2 separate regions of the Triticum aestivum genome follow, and region 2 is linked to region 1. A link is a contact called in public Hi-C data. All regions are on one chromosome and are shown on one strand. Each heading gives the region's core, a stretch centred on a gene start, on an enhancer-like site or on the middle of the called end of the contact. The rest is flanking DNA. Distances are from core to core; before and after follow the strand shown.

The links. Hi-C and Micro-C count contacts between places; a contact is called where the count stands out from the background.
Region 2: a contact with region 1 is called in a Hi-C map of leaf, with 3 times the contacts expected there. The contact joins the promoter of LOC123104934 here to the promoter of LOC123104932 in region 1. A contact is called at or near these places in 2 of 5 Hi-C or Micro-C datasets (both in leaf).

What each region holds. Positions count from the first base shown.
Region 1 is chr5A:576,427,565-576,433,099 of IWGSC CS RefSeq v2.1, reverse strand. LOC123104932 (serine/threonine-protein kinase STY13) reads right to left here and starts at 1,250. Exons shown (of 7, transcript XM_044526877.1): 1 at 764-1,250; 2 at 243-625. The coding sequence starts at 522.
Region 2 is chr5A:576,577,224-576,582,374 of IWGSC CS RefSeq v2.1, reverse strand. It overlaps LOC123104934 (organic cation/carnitine transporter 7), which reads left to right and starts at 1,803. Exons shown (of 7, transcript XR_006450607.1): 1 at 1,803-2,073; 2 at 3,217-3,560; 3 at 3,826-4,063; 4 at 4,144-4,675; 5 at 4,759-4,961.

The DNA of each region.
Region 1 (5,535 bases), core at 1-2,500:
TTCTCTAATAGAAGAGATTAGAGTAACTAATTATCCCAAAACCTGCAAACTTGCGCTTGCTTTGTGTGAATAAATACGTGTCATGACTCATGACCTATATACATATGTGTTTTTAACCCCCTATAATATAATCATGTGTGTAATTCGACCAGAAGAATACATAAGAGGGCATAGGAGCATGCATATATAAAGAACAATCAAGCAACATGAGTTCATGTTTTTCAGCCGATTGAGGTAGATACCTGCGACCTGCTGGCCATCATAGGTGCCGCGGTAGACGGTTCCATATGTGCCCTGGGCGATGACGTGCCGGATCTCCAGCTTAGCAAGGTCAATCTCCCAGTCCGCCTTGGGTCCCTGGGACTTGATGTTGGTCTTGCCCCATTTCTTGTTGAGCTGCTGCTCCAGCTGGATGTCGAGGCTGGTGAGGTCGATCTTGTCGGCTCGCACGTAGTCGCTGCTCCCCAGGCTGCCGGTCCTCTTGAATTTCACCTCGGGCATATCACCGGCGCTGGACGCCATCTTTGCAGGCAGCCAAAAATAGAAATCTTGATTCTTGAGGAACTGCGCCGCAAGCCCAACAACCAGAATTCCTTATCGGAGGCGCGGAATCGGCGCGTGGCAACTGGCAAAGTATATCGGGGAGCAGCAGAGGTGAGCCAAGAACCGCCTCCTTGGCAGCAAGGCGGAGCAGGAGAGGGGGCAGATCTCGCGAGCGGTGGGAAGGAAGCAAAGGGGCGGGGGCGGGAGAAGAGGTGCTCACCGCGGCGGGGCTGTGACGAAAGCCGAAAGGCTGGGACGGACGGAACTCGCTGGAAAAAGGCCGGCCGCAAAGTTTGACCGAGGCGGAGGAAGCCCGGCGGAAATATGGCGGAGGCGGGAGAGCAGAGACCGTATCGAATCCGGTCAAAGAATTCCCCAAGAACGCAGGGACAAAGGGCGGCTCAGCCAACTGACCAGCTAACAAGGAAGGAAGGCTGCGGAATCGCGGGCGCGGGATTTGGACGGAGGCGAGCGGGGGAGCTTGGTGGGGGGGCGAGGCGGCGGAGGCGGCGAGGAGATGAGGACGGGGGCCTCCGGTCGGACCGAGGCGGCGGGGGCGAGGGTGTTGACGAAGGGGGGAGGCGTGGCGACGACGGAGCGGATTTGTTTACTGCGATACTGTGGCCACTGGCCGCTGCTGCTGTGCTGCCTGTGCGTGGGCAGCTCCGCCTGCCTTCTGGCTCGTCGGTTGCGCTGGAGCTTTTGGAAAGTTGGAATATGCTTACTGTGCTGCTGGCTCGCGTGATGTGCAAGTCCGAGACTCCAAGGTACGTAGAATGTTCAAATGCGTCCCGTGCTACATGTCCAAAGTAGAATGTTCGGGGGCCTCTCCGGGCACGTCGCAGGCTCACGGCATGGTGGGTGGTGAGGTTTCAACTTGAAAAGCTGGTAGGGGTACTCTGTTTCTTGGTCAACCGCTCGTTTGTGGCCGTCGGATCGAGATTTTTCTCTCTGGTCGGTTTTGCACACACGCGAATCCTCAGATCTCTGGTGCCCACGGGATTTTTATAAAGAGTCGACAAACTTAGTACTCCCTCCGTCTTAAAATTTTTGTCTTAAATTTGTCTAAATACGGTTGTATCAAGTCGCATTTTAGTATTAGGTACATCCGTATCTAGACAAATCTAAGACAAGAATTTTGGGACGGAGGGAATAATAAATAAACTAACTAGTAAATTTTCACTCCAGACAACTTATCACTTCTTTCAAAATATGAAAACATATACGAAATATGTATATGGCAATCATGTAAACTGCCACACGCATCCAGCGCCGTCAGTTCCCTCACGATCTCCTTTCTTTCCCGCATGATCTTTCGATTTCTTTCCTTTTCCGCATGACTCCCGATCTCCTTCTTTTCCCGCATGTCCTTCCCCACCGACCTCCCCTGACTTCCTTCCTAATTTTCGTAATCGTCAATTATGGCCCCACGCGCCTTCCTGATTTTTGGCAAAAATAATGCTTGGACTAGGATTTGAACTCTGGTTTGCAGGTAATCAACAAAGGGAGCTTACCACCTCACCTATGACACTCATTGTTGAACAAGCGAAGGGAAATATTGTGTTTGCCATGTTTTTGCCTTTAATATGCTAGCATTGAAAAACTTTTTATTTCAAGCATCATGGTAACTTTGATCATTGGGAATAAATTTATTGAACCCGCCCCCCGGTAATTTCTGTAAATAGCACGATAACATTCACGCCATTGACCTGATATTTTAGATACAAACATCGTGGTAACTTTAACCATTGGGGAAGACAAATGTAAAAAGATATCCGATAATTTATGTGTAAATAGATGGTAATATACACAGTGCACATTTGATAACTGAGGTAGAAACACCATGGTAACTTTGACCGTAGAGAATAATTTTTTTTTGAGAACATACTCCGGTATCTTCTGTGTAAATAGCACGGTAGTATACCTCCCTCCCCTGGCATTTTTATGTGTATATAGCATGAAAACATATGCACTGCGATAACTAAACACCATGATAAGTTTTTGACCCGTGGGGGCGGGGGGATTTGTTGCTGAAACATACCCCCTGATAAATTTTGTGTAAATAGCATGATATTTTAAGCACTACGGGCTTGATAGGTTACCTAGAATCACCATGATAACTTTTTGTTCTGGGATAAAGTTGTTCAAAACATCCTCAATAATTTTTGTGTAAATAACATGATTATATAAGCACCGCATAACCGATAACTTGCAATATAAACATGATGGTAACTTTTTTACCAAAGGAAAATAAGTTGTTAAAAACATACACTCACCTCGCGTGTGGGCCTCTTGGATGAACACAACACATGGCGTGCCACGGGAAAGTCACATAATGTTATGAGGGACACACGTGCTATAGGCGTGATAAGTTACGCAAAAATATCATGGCAATTTTTGACCTATGAAAAAAGCTACCGAAACACACCCAGGTTTTTAGGTGCAAGTATCATGATAATATACGAAACACACCAAAAATATCATGGTAACTCATGTACAATCCCCCATGATAACTTTGATCAGGGGAGGTTGATGTACATATACCCTGATAACTTATGTGCAAGTACCATTGTATTTTACACATCGAAGACCTTATAACTTGTGTACAAAACACAGTGTTAACTTTGAAGGGGTGTAGTTGTTGAAGCATAGTACCTTGTACGTTCTATGTAAATAGCATGGTAAGTTATGCAACACAGGCCTGATAACTTGCATACGAATACCATGGTAACTTTGTCCCGAGGAGAAATCATGTGATAGACGTGAAGAAGTGGCAGTTTTCTCGGGGGTGGGCGCCCGAGATGTGCAGGAGAAGCAGGTTTCTCGGGCAAGCCTGCGGGGTCATTTGGAAGAAGGCGAGGTCAAAGGACGAGGGATCGTGTGGTACTTTAAAATGAAAGAAGTAAAGGTGTGGCAGTTTTGCTTATATGGCACACGTGTGCCAAATATCACAGTCCAAACATATAATGTCAATTATTTTGAAATGTAGGAGTGCCTTTAGAGCATCTGCCGACTCTCAAACCGCCCGCCTCCGCCCCGACGGCGGAAGCCATTCAACGCGGGGTTGTGTCGGTCCGCGTCGCGGTCCGGACATACTCCCTCCGTTCCAAATTACTCATGCAGAAATGGATGTATCTAGAATTAAAATACATTTAGATATATTCATACCTGCGACAAGTAATTCGGAACGTAGGGAGTACTTTCTATCGCAAAACCGGAGACAAAACAGGGGCTTTGCGGGCATCCGAACACCACCAATGCCCCGCTTCTGACCACACTGACCCCCCAAAGCCCTTCCTCCCTCGTCGGCGCGTGTTCCCGTCCGGCGCCAGCTATCCACATTCATGCCGATGCACGTTGAAGACGGGTTCAGGGCGGACGCGACCTCTTACTTCCTCTGCCCATTGCACGTCCGGCTGAGCACACTTCCTCGCCGCACTCAAGCGCCTCCATTAAACCCGCGTGGAAGCCAAGAAATCTACTCCAGCCACACATCTGTTCACGAGCGGGCCGGTGGGGAGCATTAAACACAACGTCGGGCAAGCTCATCATGTCCATCCTCTATTTAAAGGACGCCAGACGTTGGGTAAGAATCACACCACTAAGTCCGCCGCTCCCCATCTCCTCTTTGCATCATTTTATTCACCATAGCCGTTCAGAAACACAAACAATAGCAACCTACTATTGATAAAAATAAAGTACCCCTATTTCTTTCAATGGATTTAGGACGATGAATATCCATCGAGAAAAATCAGATTTTTAGGCATAGCAAATCAAATGTTTTTTATGATAAATTATGTTTGTCGAGGTGACAAGTTTAGTTAGTGAGCATGACAAATCCTTTACGGTTTATTTTTTTGCTAGAAAACTGTCCTGGTCGCCGGCTAATTTTGTCATCCACGCGCCAATATAAATTGTTATAAAAAAACGTTGAATTTGCCATGGCTAAAAAATCTGAAGTCACGTACTCGGATTTATAAAACACGCAGCGGTGGCGACTGGAAATGTGATAGGCTATCATCAGAGCGCTGTAAGAGCAACAAGAAATGCACCCGTCATTATTTACAAGTGCGCGGGGGCACCGAGCAGGACCACGCAGCACTGTACGTACGGCCGTGTGTCGTGGTACGGCAAGATGGGCCGTCTGGACAGCGACCTATCTGGTCCTGGTGCTCCCTCCCACCACTAGCGAAGCCTGCCAGCCAGCCTATCACATTTCATAGGGTGTGTAGCGTACTGTGCAGGTTCAGTGCAGTGCGGAATCACCAAACTTGGGGTAGAAAAGATGAGCATGGGTGGGGTGGATGCTTTGTGATTTGAGAATGCCACGTGTCATTCATCAAGATGGGTCTCACCTGCTAATCCGTGAGACCTGGTCTCATAGAATTTTTTTTCATGGTCCATGGTCCATCGTCGTTGAACGCGCCTACGGCTGCGGCAGCTGCGAGGAACATGCACGAGAGCACGGCCTACCCCGTAGCCCTACCACTAGGGTTAAATAAAGAAAAATGTAAGGGTGCAACATTCAAAAAGAAAGCGCCAAAATACTTTTACGAATGCCGAAAGAATTTTAAAAAATTGGATTTACTATTTCATTTTTGAAGAAGGATTTGCTATTTCTCAGATGCCGGAAATTCCTTCTCGCGCCAATCACTTTTTTCCTTCTTCTTTCCTTCTTATTCCTTCCCTCTTGGTCAGACCTCGCCAGAGAAGAACCAGCGCCACCATCTATCTTAAGGTGAAGTAACGACCTCATTATCTATCTTATGGGTGGTGCAGGTGATCGCCCGAGTTCTCCATTGGTGCGGTGGGGCTTATAGCTAGGGATGGCCCGGACGGCTGTCAACAACGATGGTGGGGGAAGATCGAGGAGAGGGCGGGGCGCACGGTAGCGCCCGCCGACCGTTGGGGCGGGTTAGGCCGGGGGATCGGGACGAGGAAGAAGGCAAGGCAAACGATGAACAGTGCCATGATCTATTTTGGACAAATGGA
Region 2 (5,151 bases), core at 554-3,053, 150 kb before region 1:
ACAACAGCTCAGTGGCAAAGGCACTCGCCCCCTCATGTGTGGATTGATCGGAAATTGGAGTGACTACGAAGGAATTTCAAGTGATCAAGCAAGGAAATAGAGAAGTTAAAGTCTAAAAAGTAGATAAAAGGGTCAATAGTTAGGAGTGCGGTTTCTGCTCTCGAGCTCATCTACACCCCCCCCCCCCCTGAAAAAATCAAAACAAATACTAATAAAATTCAAAAAATTCCAATTTTTGCGTGGTAGATAAGTTTATGCGTGAGGTATGCTCCAAGTTCAACTCATTTGGACATCTGAGCAACTCTCAGCAAAAAAGACAAATTCAGGGCCTGTAAAAAGGTTTAATGTTCACACACTGTTGTGACATGATTTTTTTTGCTGAGAGCTGCTCAGATGTCTGAATAAGTTGAAATTTGGAGCGTACCTCACGCATAAAATTTTCTATCACACAAAGAAAATGGACTTTTCTAATATTTTTAGTACATGTTTTGATTTATTTTTTCTGACAGGGTGTAGATGAGCCCGGGCACCGAATTGGGTTATCGCAATAGTTAGGTCATATTCTTGCCCAGCTTGAGCGTAAAGAGTTGACAAGTTGTGTGGTAGTGTTATGCAAGGGACAGTGCCAACCTACGTGTTGAGTGTCGCCTTGCAAGATTGTAAGAATTTTGTTTGCTCTTTTAATTAATACTACTCTCTATTTTTTTTAAAGATATGCAGTATTTGGTAAACACTTATTTATACAATCGCATTAATATGAGCAGATAAATCACGGTCAGAATTTAACAAATATTTATATACACAATCACATTTATATGGACAGGTAAATCTTGTGTAACATACTAAAATATTATGGCCTCTTTGATTCATAGGATTTTCAAAACGCAGGAATAGAAAAAACATGAGATTAGAGTGGCATGCCATCTTGAATCCTACAAGATTGTATGAGTGTTTGATTGTGCATAAGAGAAACGTAGGATTCTTTTAAAGAGGTTTGAGTGGATGGAAATTTTCCTATGAAATCTAATGTAAATGAATCCCATGGAAAAATTCCTATAGTTTACGATCCTATGAATCAAACAACCTACATAGAAAAAATTCCTAAGAATTAAAATCCTCCAAAATTACTGTGAGAATCTTTTTTTTTAGATGTACTGTGAGAATCTTTTGATTCAAAGAAGCCATTATTTTTTACATATCCCGTCACAACCTCTTCGTCACTCTCTTGGGTCGCGAGTGAGTCAGGCGCCAGAAACCGTCAGCAGAAGGCAGAGGAGACGCAAGTGCTTTGAACGACCGTATGAGGTTGACACAGCACATCAAGGTTTCTCTTATCACGCCACAAAACAGGATAGCGTAGCTGAGCACCGATAATAATAATTAAATAAAAAACGCAACACGGTCTTCAAAACGAAATTGACAACTCTCTCTCAAAAAAGAAAACCGAATTTGACAACTGCAGCTCATCACGGATAATAGGCCAGAACGGTCTCCTTCACCGGTCGCCACCCATCACGCGCGACAAAAGAAAAGAGAAACTTTATTATTTTCATTCAAGAAAGAAAAAAGAAAAGAAAATTGTCACGAGGTTAAGGCTACTCCTATTTATCTTTGTCGGCCAATAACACGTCTCCTGTGGGCCTCTTGGTGGGGCGTCGCACGTCCAGGTGGCGGCCAAGCGTCGCGGCGGCACGTCGCCCGCGGTTCCCCGCAAACCACATGATTGATCCCATTCATTCACGGACCGAAAACGATCCCGAATCCCTGGCGACCACATGAAAATCAATCAGGATCGCCACGCGTCCCGCAACAGCCCGGCCCGCGCAGACAGGTCGCCATCGTCGCCCCTGGACCAGTTGCTTGCCTGCCCCTCCCCCCTCCCTCCCCCGTCCGCCATTGGTCGTCGCCATTTTCCAATCCCGCTATTAAACTCGTTCCCCTCCCAACAACCCGCAGAGCGCAGGCAGGCACGCATCTTCTAACCCCGCCCTCTGCCGCCGCTGCTGGCTTTCCTTCCTGCGGGCGAGGATCATCCCTGATCCCAACGGGGCTCGCTCCCCGCCTCCTCCCTGCGTACGTGCCCGCCCCCCTCGCCTCAATCGCCGATTGCTTGCTGCTCCCGCGTTCCGTTGGGCGCTTGGGCCGCTTTGCGTGCTGTTTGCGCCTTCCTTTTTTTGGTTTCTGGTGGTAGTTGGGATGCAGGATTCGTGCTCGGACATGGCCACGCCCCCTGTTCTTGGCATGGCCTAGTAGGTATCAAGTTCTTGGTGTTCAGGTCTTGTGCCTTCATAGCATTCCCCCTGAGCTTAGTTGGATTCGTTTCAGGTGCTGCGTTGATTAGGGGTCCTGGATGGTGGCTGGGTTGGGTATTGATCTGTGTCTGTATGTAGCAGAAGATCCAGGAGAAGTTTTCTGTCGGATTAGTTTTACACTGAATTTTCAGATGACTGAGTTTAAGATAGAGAATTTGGTAAAGCTTTAATCCTAGAGGAATGTCTACCGTGTACCATTCTCTTCACTTCTTATCTTCTTTTTGTATACAGCATCATTCAAGGAAACCATGTTTATTTTACATAAATAACGCAGCAGAAGAGTTGCTGCTGTGGAGTATTGAGCAGGAAACTGTTCAGATCTACAAAAGAGGCTAGGAGAAAAACCAAGAAAAATATAAAGGGAGAACCAAGTCAAATCAGGGAACTAGACAGTCCTTAAGCAGACTTAGCACCAGTCAAGATCTCAGAATCTTTCTAGGCCACTTCAGATTCTCACCTCCTCCTTCAATTCAGAATTCAGAAACTATAATTGCTCTGTTTTTTATTTGCCGATAAAAAATGCGCACGCTATCATCTCAATGGAACTATTCACCGCCTTCTTGACCTGGTTGACCATCTGTCCTTTGCACTTTCTCATCGATATAGCATCCGGTGTGTTGTGTTTAGGCTAGTCCGGCATGTCATTGCTCGCCAAACTGAATGTGGGTGGGAGCAGCGTCAGTAAACGAGGTCTAGCATGACATTGCTCTTATCCTGATAGCACTGAACTGCGTTGTTGCATTGGATTGTGTAGAGTCATTGATGTATGTTTATCCACCATTAACGAACAAACACTAGGGGCAAATTTACCTTTAATAATTTCTTAATATATGCATTAAATCGTACCTCTTATGATTTTGGCATCTCTAAGTATGTTTTTATTGTTTGTGCGTACTATTTGCAGCTGGAGGTGAAATAAGCAAATATTTTCCTGACGTCAAGTTTGCTACAGACTGGCCTTTCCTTGGCTGAATCGGCACACACTACCAACATGGAAACATACACCACAGATGATGCGCTTACAGCCATGGGATTTGGAAAATTGCAAGGACTTGTTCTTGTTTATGCAGGCATGGGTTGGGTTGCAGAAGCCATGGAGGTCATGCTACTGTCCTTTGTTGGACCATTGATTCGGGAGGAATGGAAAATCTCTGCCCAAGATGAGAGTTTACTCTCAAGTGTAGTGTTTTTGGGCATGTTAATTGGAGCATGTGGTTGGGGATACGTGTCTGACAAATATGGGCGAAGGTAAGGATTTACTTGTACATGCACTGATGTGTTTCGCTTTTCTAGAAGAATTTTTATTTTTATTTTTGACAAAGTTATGACCGTCTCTGTTATGAATTTGAATCTCATATTCCTGATGTACGATTATGCAACTTTGGCACGTCCGGTGTGTTTTGGAATTGTAAACATAATTTCAATACTATACATTGCGGACAGGTTTATAGTTGCAAACATACAATGTACCAAATATAATCCCTGAACAAAACTTGTATTTTTCTTGTTTCAGGACTGGTTTACTGCTTTCAACTCTGTTTACTACTGGAATGGGTTTCCTAAGTGCTTTGTCTCCAAACTATTTATGTTTGATGGCTCTTCGCTTTCTCGTTGGCGTAGGATTGGGTGGCAGCCATGTGTATTCATCTTGGTTTTTGGAGTTTGTTCCTGCGCAAAATCGTGGCTTTTGGATGATTATTTTTTCCTTTTTTTGGACTATTGGCACAGTCTTGGAAGCTTCACTTGCATGGGTATCGGACTGATACTTTCTGATTTATATTTATATTTTGACCAAGTAATGAAGTCTTACAAAATTTTGTTCCTATTGCAGATTGTCGTATCAACATTGACTTGGAGGTGGTTGCTAGCATTGACTGCCATCCCTTGCTTTCTCTTGCTCCCTTTCTTTGGAATTACACCTGAATCGCCACGCTATCTGTGTGCGCAAAATAGAATATCTGATGCAACACTTGTCCTGGAGAGAATCGCCGAGACAAACCAAGCAACTCTTCCTCCTGGAGTTCTCGTATACCCTCGAGACGGTGAAGTTGATCATAGTACTCTTACCTCTGAGGCAGATCATCTTCTTCCACTCAGAGAGAAGGACTGCACAGATGATGATGTCATAAGCCCCAAATCTGGTAGTGCTGCTGCATTGCGCAGTCTACTGTCACGGAAATTGCGTAGATCAACTCTTCTACTTTGGTTTGTTTTCTACGCAAATTCCTTTGCTTATTATGGACTAGTCTTGCTGACCGCGCAACTGAGCAATGCAAATAGAAGCTGCGCATCTGGGCTGAAATATGTGAAGAGTGAAACAGATGCCAGCCTTTACAAAGATACATTTGTCACTAGTCTTGCAGGTAGCATTCAGTAGCCCGTTTCTTCACCCAGTCTGACTGGCTGTAGAATATGTCACTAACTCATCATTCTACTGCTCTACCAGAGATTCCGGGTCTAATTGCATCTGCTCTTCTTGTTGAATGGTTTGGCCGAAAAGCTACAATGTGGTGCTTGCTCTTCACATGCTGTGGTTTCCTTGGCCCACTTGTGTTTTATCAGAGTGAGCTATGGACAACTGGCCTTCTATTTGGTGCTCGTGCTTGTGCCATGGGTAGCTACACAGTTGTATGTTTATATGCCCCAGAGGTTCGTATCTTTTTCTCATGGCATGCAGTAAATGTGTTTCTTCGTGTCACAGCATAGTGAGTTTAATGTGTTGAAAGTACTGCCTGGTAGGCCTATAAGTTGCAATTTCAACATTATATCCATCGATTTGGCTAGGTACTTAAAATGGTATTTTGTTTCCTGAATATTTTAAAAAAATTATGTCTGCATT